Linked DNA regions of Sus scrofa: region 1 is linked to region 2. The links are chromatin contacts, called in public HiChIP or PLAC-seq maps. All regions are on one chromosome and are shown on one strand. Each heading gives the region's core, a stretch centred on a gene start, on an enhancer-like site or on the middle of the called end of the contact. The rest is flanking DNA. Distances are from core to core; before and after follow the strand shown. Region 1 holds the start of DCAF12 (DDB1- and CUL4-associated factor 12). Region 2 holds the start of UBAP1 (ubiquitin associated protein 1).

The links. HiChIP or PLAC-seq counts read pairs in DNA pulled down with a chosen protein or histone mark.
Region 1: an H3K27ac HiChIP or PLAC-seq map of alveolar macrophages shows a contact between it and region 2. The contact joins the promoter of DCAF12 here to the promoter of UBAP1 in region 2. A contact is called at or near these places in 1 of 5 promoter capture datasets (liver), 14 of 47 Hi-C or Micro-C datasets (alveolar macrophages, blood, embryonic fibroblasts and 6 more) and 2 of 2 datasets of contacts at active chromatin or transcription factors (alveolar macrophages and skeletal muscle).

What each region holds. Positions count from the first base shown.
Region 1 is chr10:32,671,359-32,678,031 of Sscrofa11.1, forward strand. DCAF12 (DDB1- and CUL4-associated factor 12) reads left to right here and starts at 2,624. Exons shown (of 9, transcript XM_021064687.1): 1 at 2,624-3,020; 2 at 4,364-4,618. The coding sequence starts at 2,943.
Region 2 is chr10:32,623,019-32,629,940 of Sscrofa11.1, forward strand. UBAP1 (ubiquitin associated protein 1) reads right to left here and starts at 3,016. Exons shown (of 8, transcript NM_001267841.1): 1 at 2,824-3,016.

The DNA of each region.
Region 1 (6,673 bases), core at 1,374-3,873, 48 kb after region 2:
AGGAACTCCAAGAGCATTGGAACTTTCAGCACCACCTTCCCAATGTCTAGGAAAGGGAGAGGGACAGGGAATTAATTACCAATGGCTAACGATTTAATCAATCATGTCTACGCAATAGAACCTCCATGTAAACCCTCAACTATAAGGTTTGGAGAGCTCCAAGTTGGTGAACATATCCACATGCCATGGGGGTGGCACACACCAAACTTTCTGGGGACAGAAGTTCCTGTGCTCAGGACCCTTACAGATCTCATCCTATGAAACTTTTCATCTAGCTGTTTATGTGTGTCCTTTACAATATCTTTTATAATAAACCAGTAATAGTTTTTATTTCCAAGTTCAGCGAGCCATTATAGTAAATTATCGAGCCTGATAAATTCATGGAAATCCTGAGTTTATCTTTTTTAATATTGATTGCCATTTGAACTATTTCCAATTTAGGCCTACTTTGAATAAAGTTGCTATGAATATTCTTGTAAATGACTTTTGGTGGACATAAACATTCATTTCTTTTGGGTTTACAAAGTAGAGCCGCTTGGAGTTCCCATCATGGCTCAGTGGTTAACGAATCCGACTAGGAACCATGAGGTTGTGGGTTTGATTCCTGGCCTTGCTCAGTGGGTTAAGGATCCGGCGTTGCTGTGAGCTGTGGTGTGGGTCGCAGATGCGGCTCGGATTCCACATTGCTGTGGCTCTGGTGTAGGCCGGCGGCTACAGCTCCGATTTGACCCCTAGCCTGGGAACCTCCATATGCTGTGGGAGCAGCCCAAGAAATCGCAAAACAAAACAAAACAAAACAAAAAAACAAAGTAGAGCTGCTTGATGATAGGGTACATGTATTTAGCTTTGGTAGGTACTGCCACAGATTTTTTCCAAATTGTTTGTGCCAATTTACACACCCACTCGAGAGTTCTAATCATTCTACTTTCTCACCAATTCTTGGTATTATCAGTCTTTTAAAAGCAATTATAAACTTTTAAACTTCCAAATAAATCTTCATTCTATTTTGTTCCCACAGAAATGGTGAGCTCTGCATTCAGGGATAGTTCCTGGGATGTCAAAATGAAGTGCACCAAGCTTGAGGATAAGCCTAAGACCTCTGACATGAACAGAGACCAAGATTCAAATGCAGCCAAGCATTAGCTTAGAGATTCTCAAAGGAATTCCAGACTCTTGGCCAATGGGCTCCTGGGTCATCCAGAGCATTGTGAGGCAAGACAGAACTGGAACAACTGGCTCAAAAAAGGAAAGCTGACCCACTGCTGACCCACTTGGGTGTATGTCTCTGAAGAGATAGTCCTGACTAAGTAAGATGGGGCTGCCTTTCCCGAGGTGGCATTAGGGATTAGCTGCAGTGCTGACTTGGGATGGCGGAAGACACTGTCTCAATCTGGTTTTTGGTTCGGCTTGGAAAACAAATCCAAATCTCCTTGTAGGCAGAACTTCAGATGGGCCAACAGAGCTCCCTGCAGGTATGAGGCCTGAAGCCTGAAGGGATGGATGAGCAGGTAACTGGGCACTAAAGCCTGAGGCCAGTCAGCCCCAAGCCAAGCAAGAGCTTCCTGCTTCCTCAAAGGATTTCTTTATCTGAGCAAAGTGGGGGCTGGCACTCAAATCCCTACACAATCTTCTGAAAACGGAGGCAAGGGTGATTCTGAAGGAAGAGCGCTTGTCCGGTGACCAATGCCAGCTTTAACTATACTGACAGGTCAAACGCCACTCTTCTCGGTGGTTTAGAATTTCACCCAATCTGCCCTGATGGAGACGCAACTTGGGCCCCAAGAGAGAAGCAGGGAGTGGCAGACAGACCTCTGTTCCAGTCCTTAGCTTAGAACTGCATGGGAGACTAAGAAATATAAATCACGGAGGGAGGCCTATTTCGTAGAGCACAAAAGACAGTGCGGCCAGGAGGTAGTGGGACGCTAAAGGGCAGTGAGGTCCCACGCAGCAGCTAAGGGAGAGGTGACTGGAAGGCTGTTGCGGTTAGTACAGCGACGGGGGGGGGGGGGGGGGGCAGCCGAGGGAGGGAGAAGACCGGGTGGAAAATGAAGCCCAAGAGCACCCCAGGAGTTGGGGAGAGGGCAGCCAGAGGCCCCTGGGATGGTGTTGGTGGGGGAACCCGGGCAGGGCCGGACAAGTTCTCTACAGTGTGAAAGTCTGAACAAACTGCTGTGGATTTCGAGCCGGACTCCACCTTGCGGGGTCGAGAGTGGGTGTGGCGGGAGAGGGTAGTTATGCCTCTTCCCGAAGTGTCCAATCCTTGGAGCCAGGGCTCGGTTTAATAGAGTTCGGGGAAACGTGCAGCCTTCAAAAGGAGATAACCAGAAGCGACTGCGGGGTAAAGGCGTGTTAGGAGGGATTCCTTCTCCGAGCGAGGTGCCTGCGCTGGGCAAGCGGGCGCGCAGGGCGGTGAAGTCGGCGGGTAGAACCTAAATTCCTTTACCCGCAAGTCGCACATCTCCAGCGGTCGTCAGACGGCGGTTGAAAAATGTCCGGAGCGCGGCGCGGGGGGCGGGGAGGGTGGGGTTAAGCAACAGCCACAAACTCTACTGCGAACCCCAAACCCCGCCCCCTAGTCCCGACCGCGTCTCCTAGACGACGTGCTGCCAAGTGCGGCTGCGCGAGGGTGACGGAGCGCGGGCGAAGGGGAGGGGTGTTTTGGTTCCAGCCGCTCGCCGTCCTTTCCAGACTCCGTCGTCGTAAAGCTTCGGGTTCCTGCCTCCCCTTCCCCTTTCCCTTCCCTTTCCCGGCCCCAGTCCTCCTTCCCTCCTTCCCTTCTGCTTACCTTCCTTATTTTCTACTGCCGCCCGGGGTCCGGGTCATTTTCCGGGCCGAGCGCGCTAAGGTGCGCGGCCCCGGGGCCCAGTATATGACCCGCCTTCTTGCTCCCCCACGCTTCCCCCGCCCCATGTGGCTGCGGGGCCGCCGCGGCGCTGCCCACTATGGCCCGGAAAGCAGTTAGCAGGAAGCGGAAAGCGCCCGCCTCGCCGGGAGCTGGGAGCGACGCTCAGGGCCCACAGGTGAGGGCTGAGAAGTGGGAGCCGGGTGATTAGACCGAGACACCTAGGGAATAGGGTTCGCAGATGAGGAAACCTTAACGGGGTCCAAGATCTATAGTCGGGGGTTTGGAGGGGGGGAGCTGGAGGTGGAGGGGAAGAGCAGAACCTCGGTCTGTAGAATCAGGGATGGGCCCTTAGGAGTTCACTGGAAAGCAGAAAGACCGCAGGGCTGAGGAGCTAAAGGGGAACATGAGAATGAGGTATATTCCAGGGAGGCCTGCAGCCGGGAGTGGGGTTTGGGGAGAAGCAATCTGGGTTTAAAGGAAGGGGATCAAAAGGAATCGAAGGAAGGGAACAAAACCTCCCACAAATACGTGAAGGGAAAGTTAAGCCCCCCTTCCAGTGGCCGGGGGAAGCGGAGATGATTGCGTATCTCATATAGGAATGAGCCTCCCTAAGGATCCTCAAGCCCTGAGCTGGGTCTTTTGGTACTTGGACGCCTAGGAGAGACAGCAGTTTTCAGGTATCACTCCTATCCAGCTCTCTTTGGCAGGGAAGACCTTGGTGGTGGTATTCAGACTCAGATTTCCCATGCCTGCCACCCCTTTGGTGTTTAATTTTTCAAATTTTTCAACTGTCTGGAGCATGGACCTGGTGACAGGAAGGTGGCCATTGCCTGAAAGACCTGGGATCCTAGTCAGGCTCCTTGGGCTGCACCTTCTATGCTCTGCAGGGAGTGCAGGCCGAGACAGAGAAGGGGGCCATTAGAGATGTAGTCCAGGTCTGTCTCTGCCCTTTATTCCCTCCCCTATCAAAAGTACTCAGGTACTTTTAGATACCTGAATCCTTCACTTCTAAGAAGACTTAGTTTTCTTTTGTCCTTTTTTCTGCTTTCATGTCCTTGTCTTTCAGCCCTTGTTTCCTGTAGGTAGGTTTGACTATGAGCAGCATCTTTTCAATGTTGGGAGAGTTAAACTGGACTTTAGATTGACTTTGCTGTCTTTTGTTTTGTATTGTATTTTTTTTTTTTTGGTCTTTTTTTTTTTTGCCATTTCTTGGGCTGCTCCCGTGGCATATGGAGGTTCCCAGGCTAGGGGCCGAATCGGAGCTGTAGCCAGCCTACACCAGAGCCACAGCAACGCCAGATCGTTAACCCACTGAGCAAGGCCAGGTATTGAACCCGAAACCTCATAGTTCCTAGTCGGATTCATTAACCACTGCACCACAATGGGAACTCCTAGTATTGTGTTTCTGTTGTATGTAAATCCTGCAGAAAGAATTTTTGTTGAGTTCCTTAATACAGTAGGATCTCTCCATCTGACAAAGGTAGCAAAAGCCTTGATTTTTAATTTTGCTTTCCACAGTTTGGCTGGGATCATTCACTGCACAAAAGGAAAAGACTCCCCCCAGTGAAGAGATCCTTAGTGTACTACCTGAAGAACCGAGAAGTCAGGCTACAGAATGAAACCAACTACTCTCGAGTGTTGCATGGTTATGCAGCACAGCAACTTCCCAGTCTCCTGAAGGAAAGAGAGTTTCACCTTGGGACCCTCAATAAAGTGTTTGCATCTCAGTGGCTAAATCATAGGCAAGTGGTGTGTGGCACAAAATGCAACACGGTAAGTGTCTGGGATGGGTTAAGTGTCTCTTAGTCCTGGATATGTGGCTCCACATGCTCTAGGATCACTCACTGCTGGTTTTCCCCATTAGTTCTTTTGGGAGGACATTGCCTTATTCTCCTCTCCATTCACTCCTATCTGTTCATGACTTTTTCTCTTTTTTTATTTGTTTTCTTACTTCCATACCTCATTTCTGATAAATCTTCAGAGGAGTCTATTTCTTTAGGTCTCTTGCCATGTAGGTATGCCACTGCTTCTAGATTTTCTTCTTCTTTGTTTTTTAAGTCAGAGGCCTAGGAGGAAAGACAGGAAAGAATGATGATCAGGGCATCATTCAGGATATAGGATATATGTTTTGCTCTGCCATCTTTTTTTAAAGGCTGAACCCGTGGCATATGGAAGTTCCTAGGCTAGGGGCTGAATTGGAGCTGCAGCTGCAGGCCTACACCACAGTTCATGGCAATGCCAGATCCTTAACCCACTGAACGAGGCCAGGGATCAAACCCTTGTCTTCATGGATACCAGTTGGATTCATTTCTGCTGCACCACAGTGAGAACTCCAGGATACAGGACAGTAAAAACCTAGGTGTTGTCTGCTAGCCTAAGGGCATATGTAGAAGTATTTTATTTATTTATTTTTTTTGCCATTTCTTGGGCCGCTCCCGTGGCATATGGAGGTTCCCAGGCTAGGGGTCGAATCGGAGCTGTAGCTGCCAGCCTACACCAGAGCCACAGCAACTCGGGATCCGAGCCGCCTCTGCAACCTACACCACAGCTCACAGCAACGCTGGATCGTTAACCCACTGAGCAAGGGCAGGGATCGAACCCGCCACCTCATGGTTCCTAGTCGGATTCGTTAACCACTGTGCCACAATGGGAACTCCAGAAGTATTTTAAATTGCACTTGACTGAAGGTAGGAATAAGACAAATATTCTTTTAGGAGGTAGAATCTAAAAATGTATTTCCCATGGGAAAGGGAAGGCAGGTATGTTTAGTGGTATGTTTTAGGATGTCAGTGTTTGACCTTTGCAAAGTAGCGTTCTGAAAAGGAGTAAAAAGAGAGAAAAATTGAACATGCCGTGAGTGGAGTATTTTTACATAGAATGACTTAGAAGACAGTTATAAGTGAATGAAGGGGACATTTCATCAGTAAATTTAACCAGGGCATTTACAAGCCTGGATAAAATAAGTCAATCCATAATTGATGTTGTGGATATGATTGTAACAAAAGAGCACAAATAGCACAATTGCAGAGTTCCTATCATGGCTTAGCGGTCAACAAACCAGACTGGGATCCATGAGGATGCCGGTGTGATCCCTGACCTCGATCAGTGGGTTAAGGACCTGGCACTGCCATGAGCTATAGCTCAGGTGGCAGACACAGCTCGGATCCCACGCTGCTGTGGCTGTGGTGTAGGCCAGTGGCTGTGCCTTCGATCCAACCCCTAGCCTGAGAACTCCTATATGCCAAAAGTTCAGCCCTAAAAAGCAAAAAACAAACAAAAAACCCCCCACAAAAAAACAAATAGCACAAATAATGCCAAGTGAGAAAAGGCAGAGCCTGCAGGTGGGAGATGATTCTGAATAACTTGTGGGAAAAGATGAAATGTAGGCCCAGCTGCTCTCTGTTTTCACCTCATCCTGTATGAATAGACAAGAAATGTCATAATGGCGGGGTAAATTAACCCTGGGCAGAAACATATCTTGGATCAGTTGAAAGAGAGGATGGCTCTAGATCAAGAAAGTCTTAAGTACTAGGAGAAGTGTTTATAAAGGACATAGGCAAGGATTTAAACATGAGTTGTTTTTTGTGTTTGGCCACGCCCATGGCATGTGGAAGTTCCTGGGCCAAGAGTGGAACCCAAGCTGCTGCAGTGACAACACTAGATCCTTAACCCACTGCACAAGAGAACTCCTAAACCTGAGTTTTAAGGAAGGAAATAATACCATGGTGGTTGAGGGCAAGCTTTCATTTCCTCTTCTGTTGAAGGCTGCTTGTTATGAAGAAGCCTGTCAAAACTAAGTAGTGTGGCAGCCTTCTACAAAACTTCCTT
Region 2 (6,922 bases), core at 1,766-4,265:
AATTCCTGGCCTCGCTCAGTTGGGGATCCAGAGCTGCCGTGAGCTGTGGTGTAGGTCACAGACATGGCTTGGATCCCAAGTTACTGTGGCTGTGGAGTACCGTGCCAGAGTAAGCCAGCAGCTGTAGCCCCAATTTGAGCCCTAGCCTAGGAACCTCCATATGCCACAGGTACAGCCCTAAAAAGCAAAAAAAAAAAAAAAAGAACAAAGAAAAGAAACTGTGTGCTACAGGTTAGAAGAGCAACACCCTGTTTTCTTCTTTCTCTAAAGGCGCTTTCCAATAAGAAATCAGATTCTGGAAAAGCAAGAGACTTTCACTTATCTTCCTGATCCAGAGGCAGATTCCCATGCTGTGTGGGAAACTAAATCCAGCTGATTGCTAAGCTTCAACTCAAGGTTTTCCTGATTCTAAGAGGAAGCTTATTTAATGTGTACTTTAAGGTACTGCACCCTACATTTTGCATTTCCTGAGAAAGACTGCCTGAAGAAAATTACCTGACTAATGATGAACTGATGGTGGTTTTGGTTTGAGTTATTCGGAGGGAGGAGGGGCGGGATTTACACTTAAAATCATTTACATGAGTTCCAGCTGTGGTGAGGCAGGTTAAGGATTGCCATAGTTGAAGCTCTGTTTCTATCCCTGGCCTGGGAACTTCCACATGCCTTGGGTGTGGCCAAAAAAAAAAAAAAAATCTGCAGGTGAAAAGCCAGCAAAACATTCAACAATACAATTAAAGAACAGGAAAAAAAATGTATAATACTGACATCTACACTCTGAGGTAATGAAAATAATATCTGTAATACTGAAAAAACTCGGAGAGAATTTCAGGCACTGAATTAAACTTCAGGAACCTTCTTTTTGCCTAACCTGGCACATGCAGAAGTTCCCAGGCCAGGGACTGAACCCAAACCATAGTAGGGACCCTGAACCCAAGCCACTACAGTGACAACGTCAGATCCTTAACCCACTGCACCACAGGAGAACTCCAGGAATTTTCATTTTAAGTATGTTACCACAGTCAAGACATCAAAGAAAAGTCACACAAGATAAAGTGACATTTGCCAGTCTAAGAAGTGGGAACTAACAACTATTGATGAGAACTGTTCACAGACCTAATATTATCATATTAGGATACTGTTATTGTCTTCCTCAAAATCTAAAAGAACAATAAAATCTTTCAGTTATAAAGTATGTCATGATGAAATCAGTCAAATACTAAACAAAAGAAAAATTCAGGAGTTCCCATCGTGGCACAGCGGAAACAAATCCAACTAGGAACCATGAGGTTGTGAGTTCCATCCCTGGCCTCAATCAGTGGGTTAAGGATCCGGTGTTGCTGTGAGCTGTGGTGTAGGTTGCGGACGCGGCGCGGATCCTATGTTGCTGTGGTGCAGGCTGGTGGTTATGGCTCCAATTGGAACCCTAGCCTGGGAACCACCATATGCTGTGGGTGCGGCCCTAAAAAGACAAAAAACAAAAAAAAAATTCAGAAAGTTCTAAACATTCACATAATTTTCTTCCTTAGTCTTTCTTTGCAAAAAACACTTTTCCTTCCAATGAGGCCATAGCAAGTTAATAATTTATTTGCTATGCAATGATAGATTTTCACTAGAGAAACATTAATTTTCCCATTTCCATAATTATAATGTCTTATTAATGCAATACACAATAGGCATTGAATAAGTGTTGAATAAATAACAGAAAGAATGAACAGGATGGATTAGGAAAATTTAACTTAAAAAATTCCACTTTAAAAAGTAGGCTAATACAATGTAATTTTTCTAGACTTTAGATAGTTAACATTTTTTCACAAAATAATAGAAACTTTCAGTTTAACTAGGTTGGGACATTAACTAGAAAGAGCTGGCTATCACTAAAAACTAAGTGCCCTGTTTTTCACATCATCAAATGTAACAAAATTCTAAAGAGAAACATCCATCATATCTATCGAAATTCTCAAATTCTAATAATCAGAACTGAGGAAAAAAGAGAAAGCACTAGTAAATCGAGTTAGAATATATTTAATAGGTCACTAAATTACCAAACCTGGTTTTACAACACTCGTGGTGTCTAAAAACTCTCAAAATTTCATTTCAGCTTAATATAAAATGTATTATGCCCAGTCATACATTTAAGAAGCTCGTCTGGAAACAAGAACATGTGGCTATAACACAAAGGTCAGAGATCACTGATAGAGAACAAATAAATGAACTATAACTTGATGTTCCCCACGAAAGATTTGGGGCTGTTTGTGAACCCCAGGTATAGATAAGTCTCCACCCAAGAAACAAACAAAAGAAGCAAGGTTAACATACCCGGAGAAGACCAGACAATGTCAAAGATACCCCCAAAGATCATGCACTCCGGGTCTGGTCTCTCTTTCTCCCAAATCTCACCGCCTCGAGGAGAACTAAATCTGCATTTCACGTCCCCAGTTTACTCTCAACTTCCTATCACTCACCTTTACTAACACCTGGGTCCCTCGCATCAACATCCTCTAATTCCCACGGAGCGCTCTCACTCTACCGCGACTATTTTCCAGGAGGGTATTAGTCCCCTTAATCCGAATTCATTTATTTTCCCGCAACCCATCTGCCCTCCGCCCTTTCAACTCTGGTCCCCTCACTTCGACCCTTCTCCCAGAATCCTCCCCAAGTCACCCATCTCCGTCCCCTTCGCCCTCACACCCCCCTGGGCTGCAGCTCCTTTCATTCCTCTCAGCCTCCGGCTTCTTCCCTGTCCCTCCCCCATCCGTCTCCCAGTACCGGCTTCCTCCCCCAACTCCGCCCCTCTCCCCCTCCCCCAGCGGGAGGCCCCCTCACCTGAACGCCGCCGCCTCTGCCGTCCCAGAAGCCGAAAGGTGCTGCCGCCGACCGGCCTCCCAGGCTCGGTCCCCGCTGAGCTCCTGACGGCTCCTAGGGAGAGCGAACGCCACCACCTCCAACTCTGGCCGCCCCAGGCCAGGCCGTCACCGTAGCCTCCGCCAGTACCACAGCCGCCATGTTGAAGTCCCGCTTCCCTCCTCCTTCCTCTCACGGCTCCGCCCCTTTCGGCGTCTGATGTCATGGCGCCGCGCTCCACCCCTCGAGCCAATGGGAGGAGTCGTCGGTAAAGTGACTAATCTCTCCTAGGGCTGAACAACTCCTGTCTGGAGCGTTTCGAAGGAATGAGTGAACCCTGCTGACCAGAAAGGAGGGAGGAAAGGGGATGGGTCTCTGAGAGGGTAACGCGTCAGGGTTAAAGAAGTTGCCCAGGCGGGAAGCCGCGACCCATCAATCTCCAAGGGACGCACAAAGGTTTACCAAGGAGATGTATTTGGGAATAAGGATGTCTGGCATCTGGCCCCGGGTCATTGACTTGGTGCAAAGTACTATGATACTTTCTGGGCCTCACTTTTCCTGTTTACAACCGAATGAGTTGAAAGGTGACCTCTAAATCTCCCTCCAGTTCTGACTTTCAAAGGAATTTAAACCAGGTAATCCAATCCCAAATGTTTACTTCCTTCTGCGCTTATTGGAGTTCTGGAATCAAGTGCATGGAGGTTCATAACTGAGTAAGATAAATCTTTGTTCCCAAAAGTTCCTAATTGGTGGAAGATAAAGAAGCATAAACAGTTAACTCTAGAAAAAGTCAGAGTATAATGGATTCAATTGCTCTGGAAAATCGACTTTTGGGAGTTCCCTGGTTCCCTAGTGGTTAAGATCCAAGCCTTGTCCCTGCTGTGGTTCAGGTCACCCCTGTGACAGAGTTAGATCCCTGGCGACAGAACTTCTGAATGCCATAGACCCAGCCTCCACCACAAAAAAAATTTACTTTTTAGTAAAGGATTAAGAAAGATTTACATCTCTACAGTTTTTTGTTGTCTTTTTGCCATTTCTTGGGCTGCTCCCTCGGCATATGGAGGTTCCCAGGCTAGGGGTCCAATTGGAGCTGTAGCCGCCAGCCCACGCCAGAGCCATAGCAACTCGGATCCGAGCCGCGTCTGCAACCTACACCACAGCTCATGGCAACGCCAGATCCTTAACCCACTGAGCAAGGCCGGGGATCAAACCTGCAACCTCATGGTTCCTAGTCGGATTCGTTAACCACTGAGCCACGACGGGAACTCCTCTACAGTTTTTTAGTGAAGTAGTAAAGTATGTGTACAGTCTCATATCCAATTCTTCAGCCCTGTTTTCTCTCCAGAACTCCAGAGAAGATAATTGTAACTTGAAAAGTGCAGTAGTTTGTTGTTGTTTTTTTTTTTTAATGGCCGCACCTGCAGCATAGGTACGTTCCCCAGGCCAGGGATTGAATCCCAGCCACACCTGTAACCTCTGCCACAGCTGAGGCAACTCAGGATCCTTAACCCACTGCACCAGGCTAGGGATCTAACTTGGACCTTCACAGCAACCCAAGCTGCTGCAGTCAGGTTCTTAAGCCACTGTGCCACAGCAGAAACTCCCAAGAGTGGGGGGGTGGGGGGATGTGCCTGGGCTGTGGGATGGAAATCCTGTGAAATCAGATTGTTATGATCATTATACAACTACAGATGTGATAAATTCATTTGAGTAATAAAAAAAATGGAAAAAAAAAAAAAACTCCCAAGAGTGTCATAGTTTTAAATCACAGTGAGAGAAGACAGATAGTCCAGAAGGCGGGCATTGAAGTGAGCAGAGAAGAGGAAATCATGTATTTTGGATCACTTGCCTACTTTACTCAACAGATAATGGGCAGCCACAAAGGTCTGTGGAGAGAACAGTGAACTGAGCAAGTCTCTTCATCAGAAGAACTAAAATGAATTGGAGACTACATGGTAGATTTCTGCATTGAGTAAAAGACTTACATCTGAACTAGAGACACTAGGAGATGAAGCTGGTATAAGATTTAGGAAATCAACTCAAGATTTAGAGACCTGCTATATGGGAGGAGAAACCATGAAGAAGAAAGAGCCAAGTGGGTTTCTCTTGTGGCACAGCAAGTTAAGGAACCCATTTTGTCACTGCAGCATCTCAGGTCACTATTGTGGTTCCAGTTCAGTCCCTGGCCCTGGGAACTTCCACAACCCATGGACGCAGCCAAAACTAAAAAAAAAAAAAAAAAAAAAAAAAAAAAAAAAACTTTTAAAAAAGAGCCAGGAGTTCCTGCTATGGCACAATGGGTTAAAAATCCTGCTGCAGGAGTTCCCGTCGTGGCGCAGTGATTAACGAATCCGACTAGGAACCATGAGGTTGCGGGTTCGGTCCCTGCCCTTGCTCAGTGGGTTAACGATCCAGCGTTGCCGTGAGCTGTGGTGTAGGTTGCAGACGCGGCTCGGATCCCGCGTTGCTGTGGCTCTGGCGTAGGCCGGTGGCTACAGCTCCGATTCAACCCCTAGCCTGGGAACCTCCATATGCCGCGGGAGCAGCCCAAGAAATAGCAGAGAAGAGGAAATCATGTATTCTGGACCACTTGCCTACTTTACAACAACAAAGGACAAAAGACAAAAAAAAAAAAAAAAAAAAATCCTGCTGCAGCAGCTCAAGTTGCTGGAGAGGCACAAGAGTTCAATCCCCAGCCCAGGAAAGTCCATATGCTGTGGATGCAGCCATAAAAGAAAAAAAGGGGAGTCCCCATCATGGCACAGCAGAAACAAATCCAACTAGTAGCCATGAGAATGCAGATTCGATCCCTAGCCTGCAGCTCCAATTTGACCCTTAGCCTGGGAATTTACATTTGCCATGAGTGTGGCCCTAAAAAGCAAAAAAAAAGGAAAAAAAAAGAAAGAGCCAAGTTTTGGGGGTGTCTCATTAACAGAAATAAGACCTAAGATTTACTGAAATACGAAGGGAGATGATAATTAGTCCTGCTGACCAAACTGAGGTTAAAACGACAGCAGATTTTCTATATGCTGCGAGTGCAGCCCTAAAAAGAAAAAAAAAACTTTTCATTTATTTCACCAAGAAGTATTTATTGAGTGCCTGCAGTATACCAGACATTGTTCTATGCACTGGTGATATAGCAGTGTATTAAAAGACCACTCCCCCCCAAAAAAACCCCTCCTCTCAGCTTACATTCTAGAGGAAAATAACCAATGATGATGACGGGTATCACGAAGAAGAATAAAGCAGAGGAAAGGAGATAGAACATATCTAGGGATGACATTTATAAAGGATGGTCGGGGGGAACAGTGACATCTGAGAAAAGACATGAAGGAAGTGAGGAAATGAGTCATGCAGATATCTAAGAGAACAAAATGCCAGGCCAAGGGAACAGCAAGTACAGAGGCCCTGAGATGAAAGGTCACCTTCTATGGAAGCAGCCCAACGTGGCTGGAATGGAGTGAGCAAAGAAGAGAATCATGGGAGGTGAATTCAGAGAGGTAACAGGGAGCTAGATTACTCAGGGTTTTGTAGATCATTTTAAGGACTTTGGTTTTTACTCTAAGTGTACTGAAAGAGTGAAGAGCTTTGGGCAGAGAAGAAAAGTGATCTAACTTTTTAGCAGGGTCACTCTGAGCATAAGCTAATAAGGGAAAGGGTGGAAGAAGAAAGACTGCTTAGAGATTATTGCACTCATTGAAGCAGGAAATGACCGTTCTGTAGACTGAGTGGTAGTAGAAGTGAAAGTAACAAATAATCAGGTTCGGGGAACGTTCTCAAGATAAAGTTGTAAGAATTAGATGCTCATGTGAGGAAATTAGAAGACTCAAGGGTTATTTTAAGATTTTTAACCTGAGTCGTATTTTTGCAGGTATGGCTAAAAGAACAAAAAAATCACACTAATTAAAATTTCTGAGGGAGGAGCTCCCATTGTGGTTCAGCAGTAATGAACATGACTAGTATTCATGAGATTCCGGGTTCAATTACTGGCCTTGCTCAGTTAGTTAAGGATGTGGCATTGCCATGAGCTGTGGTGTAGGTTGCAGACAAGGCTTGGATCCCAAGTTACTGTGGCTGTGGT